Regions from separate parts of the Zea mays genome. Here region 2 is linked to region 1. The links are chromatin contacts, called in public Hi-C maps. All regions are on one chromosome and are shown on one strand. Each heading gives the region's core, a stretch centred on a gene start, on an enhancer-like site or on the middle of the called end of the contact. The rest is flanking DNA. Distances are from core to core; before and after follow the strand shown. Region 1 has its middle 91 kb from the start of LOC103632266. Region 2 holds the start of LOC100281459.

Evidence for each region. A called contact is a pair of places that touch in the nucleus more often than the background predicts.
Region 2: a Hi-C map of tassel shows a contact between it and region 1, with 2.0 times the contacts expected there. The contact joins the promoter of LOC100281459 here to the enhancer-like site in region 1. A contact is called at or near these places in 2 of 25 Hi-C or Micro-C datasets (ear and tassel).

Annotation. Positions count from the first base shown.
Region 1 is chr7:39,738,420-39,744,331 of Zm-B73-REFERENCE-NAM-5.0, reverse strand. No RefSeq gene overlaps it. Among protein-coding and RNA genes, the nearest start is that of LOC103632266, 91 kb to the right of the region's middle. Within about 2 kb of position 2,596, at least 13 of the 20 cell types and tissues checked have an H3K27ac peak or open chromatin away from gene starts, as enhancers often do. A contact at or near this core is called in ear and tassel, where this site is marked.
Region 2 is chr7:39,947,268-39,953,179 of Zm-B73-REFERENCE-NAM-5.0, reverse strand. LOC100281459 reads left to right here and starts at 3,253. Exons shown (of 3, transcript NM_001368017.1): 1 at 3,253-4,108; 2 at 4,219-4,590; 3 at 5,037-5,769. The coding sequence starts at 3,428. The coding sequence ends at 5,219.

The DNA of each region.
Region 1 (5,912 bases), core at 1,347-3,846:
TCTAAGGATCTATTAACAAAAATCAATGTATTTATGCAACCATTGATTGAAGAGATGAAAGTGTTGTGGCTGGAGTGGAGGCTTATTATAGACATCTAAATTGTCAATTTAAACTATGAGCCACATATCTATGGTCAATTCATGATCTATTGGCATATGGCATTTGGTCCGGCTGAAGTGTCTAGGTAGGCTACATTTCCCGATATGTAATGTATCTATTTTGAGTACTTAGAGCTTTACATATGGAAAATATAGTAATACATGTATTATATCTCTTGGTTCAGGTTCGCATCCTAGATCAGACGATGCCATGAACTTCGTCGACTGGTTCCTTAACCCAAGCGATGTGCATCCCCACGAGCCACCTCAAGAGTGATGTTTGGCCTTATATGATTCATATGTGAGTGGCCTTGTGGGCTTGTGGATTTGTGGATACGTGGTGTTTGGACTTGTGGACTTGTGTCGTGTGGATTTGTGGAATAGAAATACAAATACACTATCAAAAATCTCATAAAGAAATGTGACAAATTCATCTTAGCGAGCGTATGGATCATATGCCCCATTCAATTAGCCCAGGCGCCCAGTGATCGGAGTGATTTCCTTACATCGGGAAGTTCTTACGTTCCTGATACCGGAGTAGAATACTATTGATCATTCTCAATGGCCCAGCCCAATAGAGATATAAATCATTTCTCTAATTTCTTGATCGATAAAAAAGGGCATAACTCATAACTAAACTAATTGTGTTGCCCATGAAGGGTAGTCAGTAGCAACGGATGCACTACACTTGTACTTATACTTTGAGCGCACTAGCCTTTAGCGGCGTTGCGCGTTAGGACGACTACAAAATCTGTTTTCTTTTGCATCCGCTTTCTTTGCTTCCTCTGTTCCTGGCTTATTCTTCAACTCAGCACCTGTCTTTTGGGTTGAGCACTAGCACCTGGCACTTCTACCATTGATCCGATTCACTCAACAAATTTCTTCTTTGACAAGCCAGGATTGGACTGTACGAATTGGGCACTTGGCTAATGGATGTTGCGAGAATAGAACGAATCCCTCTTCTCTGAATTGGCGGATCTTTGTTTGGATTGTATGTGATGATGTATGTGATGTTTGGACTATTTTGTTATTTGAGATATTGTATGTATCTGATGATGCAGGTTTGAAAAATATAGAACCATTTCTAGAGGTTTCCCATCCGGGGAGGGAGCTATAACATGTTTTATATGTTTTTTAAAATCATATAATAATGTCGGTTAAACTGAAGTACTTACTGCCACATCATCTAACAACGGCGACGGGCTAACGTTCTTAGTTCCACGTGGTGTGGCCAGTAGAACCGTTGGAAACGCCATGTGGCCTGATTAAGAACGTCGGCCAGCATGGACGATGTACTCAACATGTAAGAATGTCTCGTTCGCCGATGTATTTAAAGCCACATGCCTAACTGAGGAAGCCCGTGGTAGGTGCCACATGGCATGCTCTTAAGTACGTCGATTGGTTAAAACGGCGTACTTAATGCCTTACTGTACATTGGGTACCCTAGATCGATGTACTTAGTTGCTTTAGTACGTCAGCTAAGTACGTCAGTTAACCGTCATACATAAGGTAAGTACATTGCCCTATTATAGCAAGAACGTTGGTTCCTGGCTGACGTCCTTTAAACGTTTTCGTGTAGTGGGGACTGATCAACCGCTAAAATGTTTCCTAAACACAAAGGGGTGTACTTAAGGTCCCTATGAGGAGGGTGGAAGTATCACCTATATGGTTCTACAGTTCCCTGCACATTGAAAGCCCATTATCAGGTCAATAAAAGCCATGTCTATAAGATCCTAAACAACAATCCCTCTAGGAGGACGCCAGTATCACCTACACGCTCTGCTGATGTCTTAACATTGTAAATCCTATCACCTACATGGCTTTGCTAACATCTTAACATTGTAAGTCCCTTCATGAATGCACACAAGCTAAGTCCCTAAGACTTGGTAATCTCTCTTATAACTTTTGCAGGTATTGGACTCAACAACTTATTCAATGCCTAAGGGCACGACGAGGTCAGGAGCACCATGGTCCGAGGTGTGGGAGCTAGTAGAGTTCACCCCAAGGCATGTGTGGACGTCCTGAGCACCAGTGAAGCTTGTGGCACTAGAGTCGTGGTAGAAATGGCTCAGGTGAAAGTGGAACGTCTCTAGGGAACTTCAAGGGTCGCGACAATAGCACTAGTAGCACAGGCAAGGGCTCAGGCCACTGGGACCTTGAATTGAGGTGAGCATGGCGTGTAGGGGCCTGAGTTTTATAACTCTGGACTATTGATTATGTAGAGGGATCAACGATAAGGGAAGTGCAGTCGAGGCCACCATTTGAATGATGGTGAAACCGGTTAAGGTTATGGAGTGGGCATCTAGGGAGGAAATGGGGTGACTAGGGCCAGCGTGGAGGTGCGAGGTCTTTGGTACTGAATGATGGGCGCGAGAGTGGAGCTCTGGTCTTGCAGGAGCAAGATTGGCGGCGGTCTGTTCATCGGTGAACAGAGGGAGAGCCAGAGGTCGGGGATGATAGGTGGGACCCGGGCATCTATGACTCGACTCGGTGCATGTGGGTGGACGCCGACAAGCAGGGCCTAGTTGTCTGTGAGAGAGAGGGAGAGTGAGAATGTGGACGTGTGTGGCTTGTTGGATGAATTCGGCTGGGCCGCCTGGTTTGCACTATTTTGTTCTTTTCATTATCAGAATTGGAATTTATGTTTACTTTTAAATTCAAACTAAATAAACTCCAAATTGCTTATTTTTCCATAAGATCAAAATAACATACAGAAACACTTTAGCAAAGTTTGGACTCATTTTATTTTCAGGATTTTTATACAAAATACTTTCCTCTGTTTCTCTATTTAGGAAAACTATGGAAATACATGTTTAAAAAGAAAAGAATTTAAATTCATCTCCAAACTTGTGGTATGAGTTTGTATATTCATAGGGGTTTTGTGCAATACAAAAAGTATGTTATTACATGATACATTTGTAAAAAACGATATGTCAATGGAAGTTGATATATCTATGTACTTTAAACTTATGTATTTATATTGTATTACCTTGGTTATGTTCTTTACCTTTCTAGCTTAGTCATAAGCTAGTGGATAAGTTTGGAACCTAAGTTGTGTTAACTCACTGTAGTTGTAGAGATATCATCACTTATATTTGCTTATAGGATAGCTTAGTTCTTTGCGTACGTTTTGACTAGGAGAAAAGTAGAGGTCATAAATCAGAGATAAATTAGATTGCCTAATTCACATCCCTCTTTGATGTCAGTGCTCTCTACACTCAAGAACTCCTATTTTGCATTAATCTTAGTGGCATATATATATATAGCTTATATATTAAGAGCCATGGGCTTCCAATAACTAGAGGAAGCCCAGGTCGGACAGTGCAATCCGGTCGAGCCGGACCAGATCCGGACATCTATAAAATAGGACCCGGAGTGCTAGGGTTCAGTTTTTTACGCTCCACCCCGAATCATTAGCGACGCCGCGTGCAACGACGGCGGTTGCCCAGAGCGTGCGCGACGGTGGACCCCCAGCCGGTGGCCGCAGCTCCATGACCTCGACGCGCGGTGGCGGAGGTTCCTCGATCCGGAGTAGTGGCGGCGGTTCCCAGGTCGGTGGCGGTGGCTCCCCGATCCAGAGGGTGAGCGACAGCGGGGCCCTTGTGCGGGCAAGTGGCAGCGTCTCTGAGGCCTCGAGGAGGCGGCACTTCCAAGGCCAGTGAGCAAGCGGCGCCCATCGACGTGCGAGTAGAGACGGCGATGCATGAGGTGCGAGGTTCGAGCGAGCGGCGTCATGGAAGGCGCAAGATGCGCGCAGCGATGATCGCGCGTGACATCCTCCGATCCGGCGCAGTTTGGGTGGCCTGAGTGACGACCTACATTTGTGCTTGTATCATCGACGATGTCCTCCGGCCACTACCTCCTTCGATTTGTGTTTTCTTTTCAATTATTGTGTTTTATGCCTACCACATGTATTATTTACGCTAAAAACTGTACGATTTTATGCTTGAACACGGAGTTCGTATATCAGTTTACTGCATGCACATTGGAAAGACAATTCCTTGATTTATGTTGTTCGTAATTTGCGCGCATGCAATGGAAACTCCCAAGATTTTGCCATAATTTTTGGATCTGTATAAAAATAGAAACCGCATGCATGCGACTGCCATGTTTTCGGATCTGTTATAAAAATAGGATCGTAATAACAACCTACTAGAGCTATCAACCTCTCACATTGACTCGGTATTTACGCTTATAATTGAGGGATTTTATGCTCAAAACTTAAGGTTTTTACGCTCCACCCGGAGATGCGTCCACCAGTGAGAACATGCCAGATTTTTTACGCAGTGTAACGAATTGCATAAATACCTACACCGTGTAGTATAATTTGTATCAGTATATATCATAAACTAGTTCTAATGCGTTTAGCTGCATGGTTGTTGGAGGGATCCTATATTTATGAAGGAAATAAAACATTAAATGCGATTTTTTGTTTCTATGTATGCAATTCATTTCCTTTCATTGCATATTCTTTCCATCATAAATTCGTGTGCATGCAGCTGGTAACAGATTTTTACGCAGTATACCAAATTGCATAATTATCTATACAGTGTAGCATATTTAGTATCAGTATATATCATAAAATGGTCATTACGAGTCTAGCTGCATGGTTGTTGCAGCGATCCCAAATTTATGGAGAAAATAAAGCATTTAAAATAGAAACTGTCACACATATCTTTCCTAAATTTACGAGTATGCAAGGAAACGTGTTTGACTCATGCATGTATTTTGCCATAATTTTTGGATCTGTATAAAAATAGAAACCGCATGCATGCGGCTGCCATGTTTTTTGGATCTGCCATAAAAATAAGATCATAATAACAACCTACTAGAGTTATCAACCTCTCACATTGGCTCGGTATTTATGCTTATAATTGAGAAATTTTATGCTCAAAACTTAAGGTTTTTACGCTCTAACCCGGAGATGCGTCCACCAGTGAACATGTCAGATTTTTACACAGTGTACCGAATTGCATAAATACCTACATCGTGTAGTATAATTTGTATCAGTATATATCATAAACTAGTTCTAATGTGTTTAGCTGTATGGCTGTTGGAGGGATTCTATATTTATGAAGGAAATAAAACATTAAATACGATTTTTTATTTCTATGCGTGCAATTCATTTCCTTTCATTGCACATTCTTTACATCATAAATTCGTGCGCATGCAGCTGGCAACAGATTTTTATGCAGTATACCGAATTGTATAATTATCTACACAGTGTAGCATATTTAGTATCAGTATATATCATAAAATGGTCCTTACGAGTCTAGTTGCATGGCTGTTGCAGCGATCCTAAATTTATGGAGGAAATAAAACATTTAAAAATAGAAACCGTCACACATATATTTCCTAAATTTACTCGCATGCAAGGGAACGTGTTTGACTCATGCACGCATCTTATTCAATGTTTCATATAGATGCTGGGGCATAATTTCTTCATAATAACGGTCGATTCGTGCATGACACATCTTATTCAATGTTTCACATCTTGTATGGCTAAGGACAGTTGATGGATGTATGCAGATTGGAAGAAGAAAGGTGCTCTACCTAATGAGTAGGTTGCCACGATTCACGAATTTCTCGGTCGTGCTTTTGGTAGGTCAGCAACTGATACCGACGTTAGGTGCCCTTGTACCAAGTGTTGGAACATTTATTTCAATGACAGGAGGAACATGTCAATAGATCTTTGTAAGAATGACTTTATGCCTTCCTATCAGGTGTGGGTGCACCATGGTGAGGAACTAATAAGTCAGAATGTATCTCAAGTTCAGTTAGATGAAGAGGAGGACTTGTGACACCACAGTGTC
Region 2 (5,912 bases), core at 2,004-4,503, 210 kb before region 1:
CTGTGTGTGCGACTTGTATAACAGTGGACGTGTTGTCAGCGGTAAATAATTGCATGCATGCAAACAAGGCGGCCGGCCCCCACTAATATATATCACCGACACAATGCATGCAGGCGCTGAACATGTATATGTGCATATATGCTGCCGCTATGCAAATTAAAGGCCAGATCCAACGCTAAGGGTTTTTTCGGTTTGGAGTGGATTGAAGGGTTTGGAAGGGCAGGATTTACACTACCGGACACAGCTGTTTTATCGAGTGTAACACTAGGCAAAGAAGTATTGGTGAACTGTACATCGGCAACGGTTTCTTTGCCGGACATTTTTATGGGGCACTCGGCAAAGACTTTACCGAGCGTCACTTGGTTCTCAGCAAAAAAAAGTCGTCATCAAGATGTCAGGTGACGGTGACGGAGCCTTTGCCGAGAGCTGTCGTGACATTCGGCAAAGTCTCACTCTTTGCCGAGTGTCTTTCTGTACCGGCACTCGGTAAAGAAGCCCCCTATAGCCCGTTTTGCCGGTTCCTTTGCTAAGTGTATGAGGAGGTACTCGACAAACGTTGCTTCAGTGCTAAGTGTCCTGCCACAGCACTTCGCAAAAAAGCTTTACCGGTTTCTAGGTGTGCCTTTTTTTTGTCGAGTGCTATGGTCTAGTCACTTGGCAACTTAGGTCTGTGCCGAGTGTCTTATTTCGCCGAGAGTAGCACTCGTTAAAGCATGCTTTGCCGAGTGGCCGATAAATTACACTCGACAAAGCGATGAGCACTCGGCAAAGAGCCGAATTCCAGTATTATCAATCCACCACAACCCCCTCTCAATCAACCACAACCCCTTCAATCCACCTCAAAGCAAACAAACCCTTAAAGTAATTGCAGCATTATGGATAGCAACATACTGAAGAGGATTGGAGGGGGCTAAAATCATCTTACTATTTTAAATAGCAAGGAAAAGTTTTAGCTTCTCGAATTTACATCGATATCTTGCTCTCAAATAAACCCTACGAGTGGCACGGACCACACTACCGCCGATGCAAAGATCAGCACACTGCACACACGCTTAGCTTGCGCGTGCATGCTACACAGCTCCTGGCTGCTAGCTAGCAACGACCGCGCGCATGCTGATCCAAATAATGATCGCGAGAGCTGCTAGCGATGACAACGTGTTTATACATATACTAATATTTTTCCCTGGACGTCGGAGTGTGGAGTGGCTTTAATTTAATTCCTCCTCATCTCCCAGTTTCTAATTAGCGCGCTGGCCTGGTGGGAATGAATATGAACAGTGTGTTAACGAAGGAACAAGCAGATTCACAAGTCACCACCCCGCGCGCCCCAGCAAGTCAAGAATACTATACTAAAACACACACCCGGCATCCACATGCACACAGGCGTACGTGACCGGTGCTGGCCGCCCATGCAAATGCGACGCAACGTACACTACTGCTTGCACATGCTCCGCGTACGTAGTCCATACCGTCTCCATTGACAAGTTGGTATTCGCTACAAGACATGCATACGCTTCTATATAGCCGGCCGGCCGATCCAGTTTGGTCGTCAAAGCTAAATGTACACGCTAATAATAAGTAGTGTTGTTAAAATAATAATAAAATATATATGTCTACTAGCTAGCTACATACGCCCTCATGCATGAACACTAACAATAGACATGCGTGCCCACTACTCTTACAACAAGACACTTAATAGCTAATTGTGCAAGGTCATCATAATAATCAAATGAATTAGAAAAAAAACAATAAAAACTCGTCTTGAGCAATATATACGCGATTTAAAACTAATCCAAACACCCGATCCAGCCACCGCGCAACAAGTGATTAATAAGAGGCTATTGTAAGAGATTTTCGTATAGAGTATTGTCGAGCATGCATGTTAAAGAGGTGGATTTTGTTATCCTAATGTCTCGGTTGAATATCAACTATTTATTGTCTTCATGTTCCATTTGTCGGAAAAAAGCACTTTAAAACTAAAATTATTGAAAACCTATTTGAGATCAACAATTATGTGTCCATAAGTTTCTATATATAAGTATATACACACATAGACATATATATGAATATGAAGTAGGCCTTCATATTTAGCTGTTGCTGAGGGCCCAAAATACTAGGACCGGCCCCGAATACGATCGATCGACACGCAGTTGGTGAGGCTGCAGCCTAGCTCGAACACTTCCGTACGGCAACATGCATTTAGCTAGCACCCACGTACAGGATCGATCGGATGGAGGCAGCGCAGGTGTGCCACATACACATGCATGAGCACGTAAGAGTAGGATGGAATCATAGTTTGGCTTCATGTACATGTTATGTGTGTGTAGGACCAATCTTGTTGCAACACTATAGGTTGTTGTACAACGGTCAGATGTTGCAACCAAATTGATCTTGCTTAGACAAAGTATAATAAGAGATTATAAGTTTGCTAAATGTGCTGAGGCGGTGAAGAAGTAAGAAGAGAGAATAGAGGAGAAGCGGGGTACGTATAAACTTACAGTCGGCTTATATACACAAGAACCAAGAAGCTTTGAGACATGTGAGGCTCTATGTTAATAGTGAAGAGTTAACCACTAAACGAGTAAGCTAAATAGCATGCTGCAAGGATTTTTACAGCCAGCATTCGATTATATTATTAAACTTGCTCTTATATATAGTATGGGTGCAGAGAGCTCAGCACGGTAGCCAAGTGAATGTTGCATATCCAATCGACCGGCACCCTGCCCCCTATCGATCGCGCTAGGTATTGGTGGTTGCTAAATGCAATAGTGACAATAAGTATGTGTACGTCTGTCCGGCCTGTTAGGTACGTACTACTAGCTATCTCTATAGAGCTCTAGCATGGTCCTCCTCGATGCATGTTAATTTTAACCCCTCACGATTTTCTACTCCTACCGCCCTAGTACACGGATCGGAGAAGTTAGGGGAAACTAAAGGCACGCGCATGCCATGCTTTTCTTTGCTATTCTAGACTCTAGTAAAATGAGCTGCAGCAGAGCAGAAGAGAGAACCAGATTCGGCTGCTTTGGCGTGGCGGGAATTTAATCGGCCACTGTCCGCGTGGCCAGTGGCTGGCTACCCCAGCCCGGCCCGCATGTCAACTTCCTTCCTCCCCATCCACATCGATATCGCCGTCCGTTGGTTCCTGCAGTCTGCAGAGCCAGGCCCGTCCCTCCCCTCCCCTCTCCCCTATTTAAGCCCCATGAGTGCAACCCCTCCTCCTACACAAGTACACAACCCGCCCATTGCATTGCATCTTCCTCCTCTCCCTTGCTCTTCCACTTCGTTGCGCCCATCCGTCTCTCGTCTCGTGCTCCCATCGTCGACCCATCACACATCCACACACAAGCTACCCTACGACGTATACAGAGAGGAAAAAGACTAGTGGTACGGCCGTCGCTAGCTCGACTAGTGATCCGATCCATCGATGGAGGCAGCAGACGCATCGTCAGCGCCGCCGCCTGCGGAAGGCCGGGTGGTGTGGGTGAACGGGCCCATCGTGGTGGGCGCGGGGCCGGGGGGCCTGTCGGTGGCGGCGTGCCTGCGGGCGCGCGGTGTTCCGTGCGTGGTGCTCGACCGCGCCGACTGCATCGCGTCGCTCTGGCAGCGCCGCACCTACGACCGCCTCCGCCTGCACCTGCCGCGCCAGTTCTGCGAGCTCCCCGGGATGCCCTTCCCCGACCACTACCCGGAGTACCCCACCAAGCGCCAGTTCGTCGACTACCTCCAGGCCTACGCCGAGCGCGCGGGCGTCCAGCCGCGCTTCAACCAGGCCGTCACGTCCGCGCGCTACGACCGGGCCGCGGGGCTCTGGCGCGTGCGCGCCGCCGACGCTCTCGCCGACGACGACGTCGCCAGCGCCGCCTCCACCGAGTACATCGGCCGCTGGCTCGTCGTCGCCACGGGCGAGAACGCCGAGCGCATCGTGCCCGAGTTCGACGGCGCCCAGGACTTCGCCGGCCCCGTCTCCCACGTCTCCGAGTACAAGTGCGGCGAGGCGTACCGCGGCAAGCGCGTGCTCGTCGTCGGCTGCGGAAACTCCGGCATGGAGGTCTGCCTCGACCTCTGCGACCACAATGCCCTCCCGTCCATGGTCGTCAGGGACGCGGTGAGAAGAACGACGCGCAGCGCAGCACAGCGCTCCGACCCATCCCCATCCGTTCTTTCTTCATCTTTTATTGCTGACTTGCTCCATCGGTTCTCTTTCTCGACAAGAAGGTGCACGTCCTGCCCCGGGAGATGTTCGGCGTCGCCACCTTCTCCGTCGCCGTCTTCCTGCTCCGCTTCCTGCCGCTCTGGCTGGTGGACGCCGTCCTCGTCCTGCTCGCGCGCCTCTTCCTCGGCGACCTGGAGAAGCTCGGCATCCGGCGCCCCGCCGGGGGCCCTCTCGAGCTCAAGAACGCCAGGGGCAGGACCCCCGTGCTGGACATCGGCGCCCTCGCCAGGATCCGCTCCGGCCACATACAGGTCGTGCCGGGCATCAAGAGGTTCTTCCGTGGCGGCGCCGAGCTCGTCGACGGCCGCCGCGTCGCTGCGGACGCGGTCATACTCGCCACCGGCTACCACAGCAACGTCCCTCAGTGGCTCAAGGTACAACAACATGTTGTACATCATATTAATAACTTCTTGCATGTCACATCCCATAGTGCGTGGCTCACCTTTTTTTCTTAATTTTTCTTTTCTTTTTCCATTCACAATATATACTAACGGTTGGTAATCAATATTGAAAACCTCAACTTACAAACTAAAGGGTTTTGATTGAACGAAGGAAAAGAAAGTTGTAAAGAGGAAATTTATGGTACCAACTAGCTAGGGACGTGTATATTGTATTTAATTTGTACCGAACAAAAGTAGGGCTTTTAAAAATTTCTCTAATGCATGTTTGACAGTTCTAAAGCCGTTAGGTAGCAGTACTAATTAACCTCTCTAAATACTTTTTTGTCGTTGTTATATATCATGAAGTTTTTGTTTTTAAAAAAGAAAAGAAAAACAGAACTTGTACTGTCATCTAACTGGGCTTCTCTTGTGCTGGTCAGGGAAGTGATTTCTTCACGCAGGAAGGGTACCCAAGGGTGCCGTTCCCACACGGCTGGAAGGGGGAGTCCGGGCTCTACTCTGTTGGCTTCACCAGGAGAGGCCTCTCCGGCGTTTCCTCCGACGCTGTGAAGGTTGCGCAGGACATCGCCGTGGAATGGGAGAAGCAAACCTCCACAAGATGATGACGATTGACGACGATGATGACGACGACGATGGATGCCCATCAACTTACCAGCTCACTCATGACCATCGTTGACCTCTCATGCATGGACCTGCTACGACGACCAACAGATCGATACCTTGCCATCATGCATAGCATGTTCAGCAAAAAGTGCAAAAACTTGAGATGATGTGGCCAAGAGTTGCCCCAAGCTCAAATCCAGAAACCAAAAGAAACAGAGGAGAAGCGCGCGTCGGGATCCAGATCAAGGCTCCGAAAACTGGAGAGCGAAGCGAGCCTCCTCGACGCTTGGGCGACAGGAAGAAGGCCGGACTGTGCGCGCGTCATGCAGAGCCCAGATTTTGCTGTACCCCATGGGCCCTTATATACATGCGTAGCTATGTACAGAGTGTTTTTATGTAGCAAAGTTGTGTACAGTAGTAGCAGTGCCTCTCTAGTGGGTTGGTAGAGTGTTAGCGTTGACATGCTTGTGTGTTTGTGTGCCATCGTCGTGATGTCTATGTATGGAGTTGACAACGAGAAATGACCTATTCTATTTAATTTTTGTTCGTTATTACAAGTAACAGCTCCAAGCTAATTAAGTTGCGCCTTTTCTGTTCTGTCCGGGCCATGCTTCCGCGCGCGCTATTCGCAAACAGGGAAAAAAAAGGAAACGGAGATTGTTCAAGGTGGTCTTCCTAACTAATCGGCCACT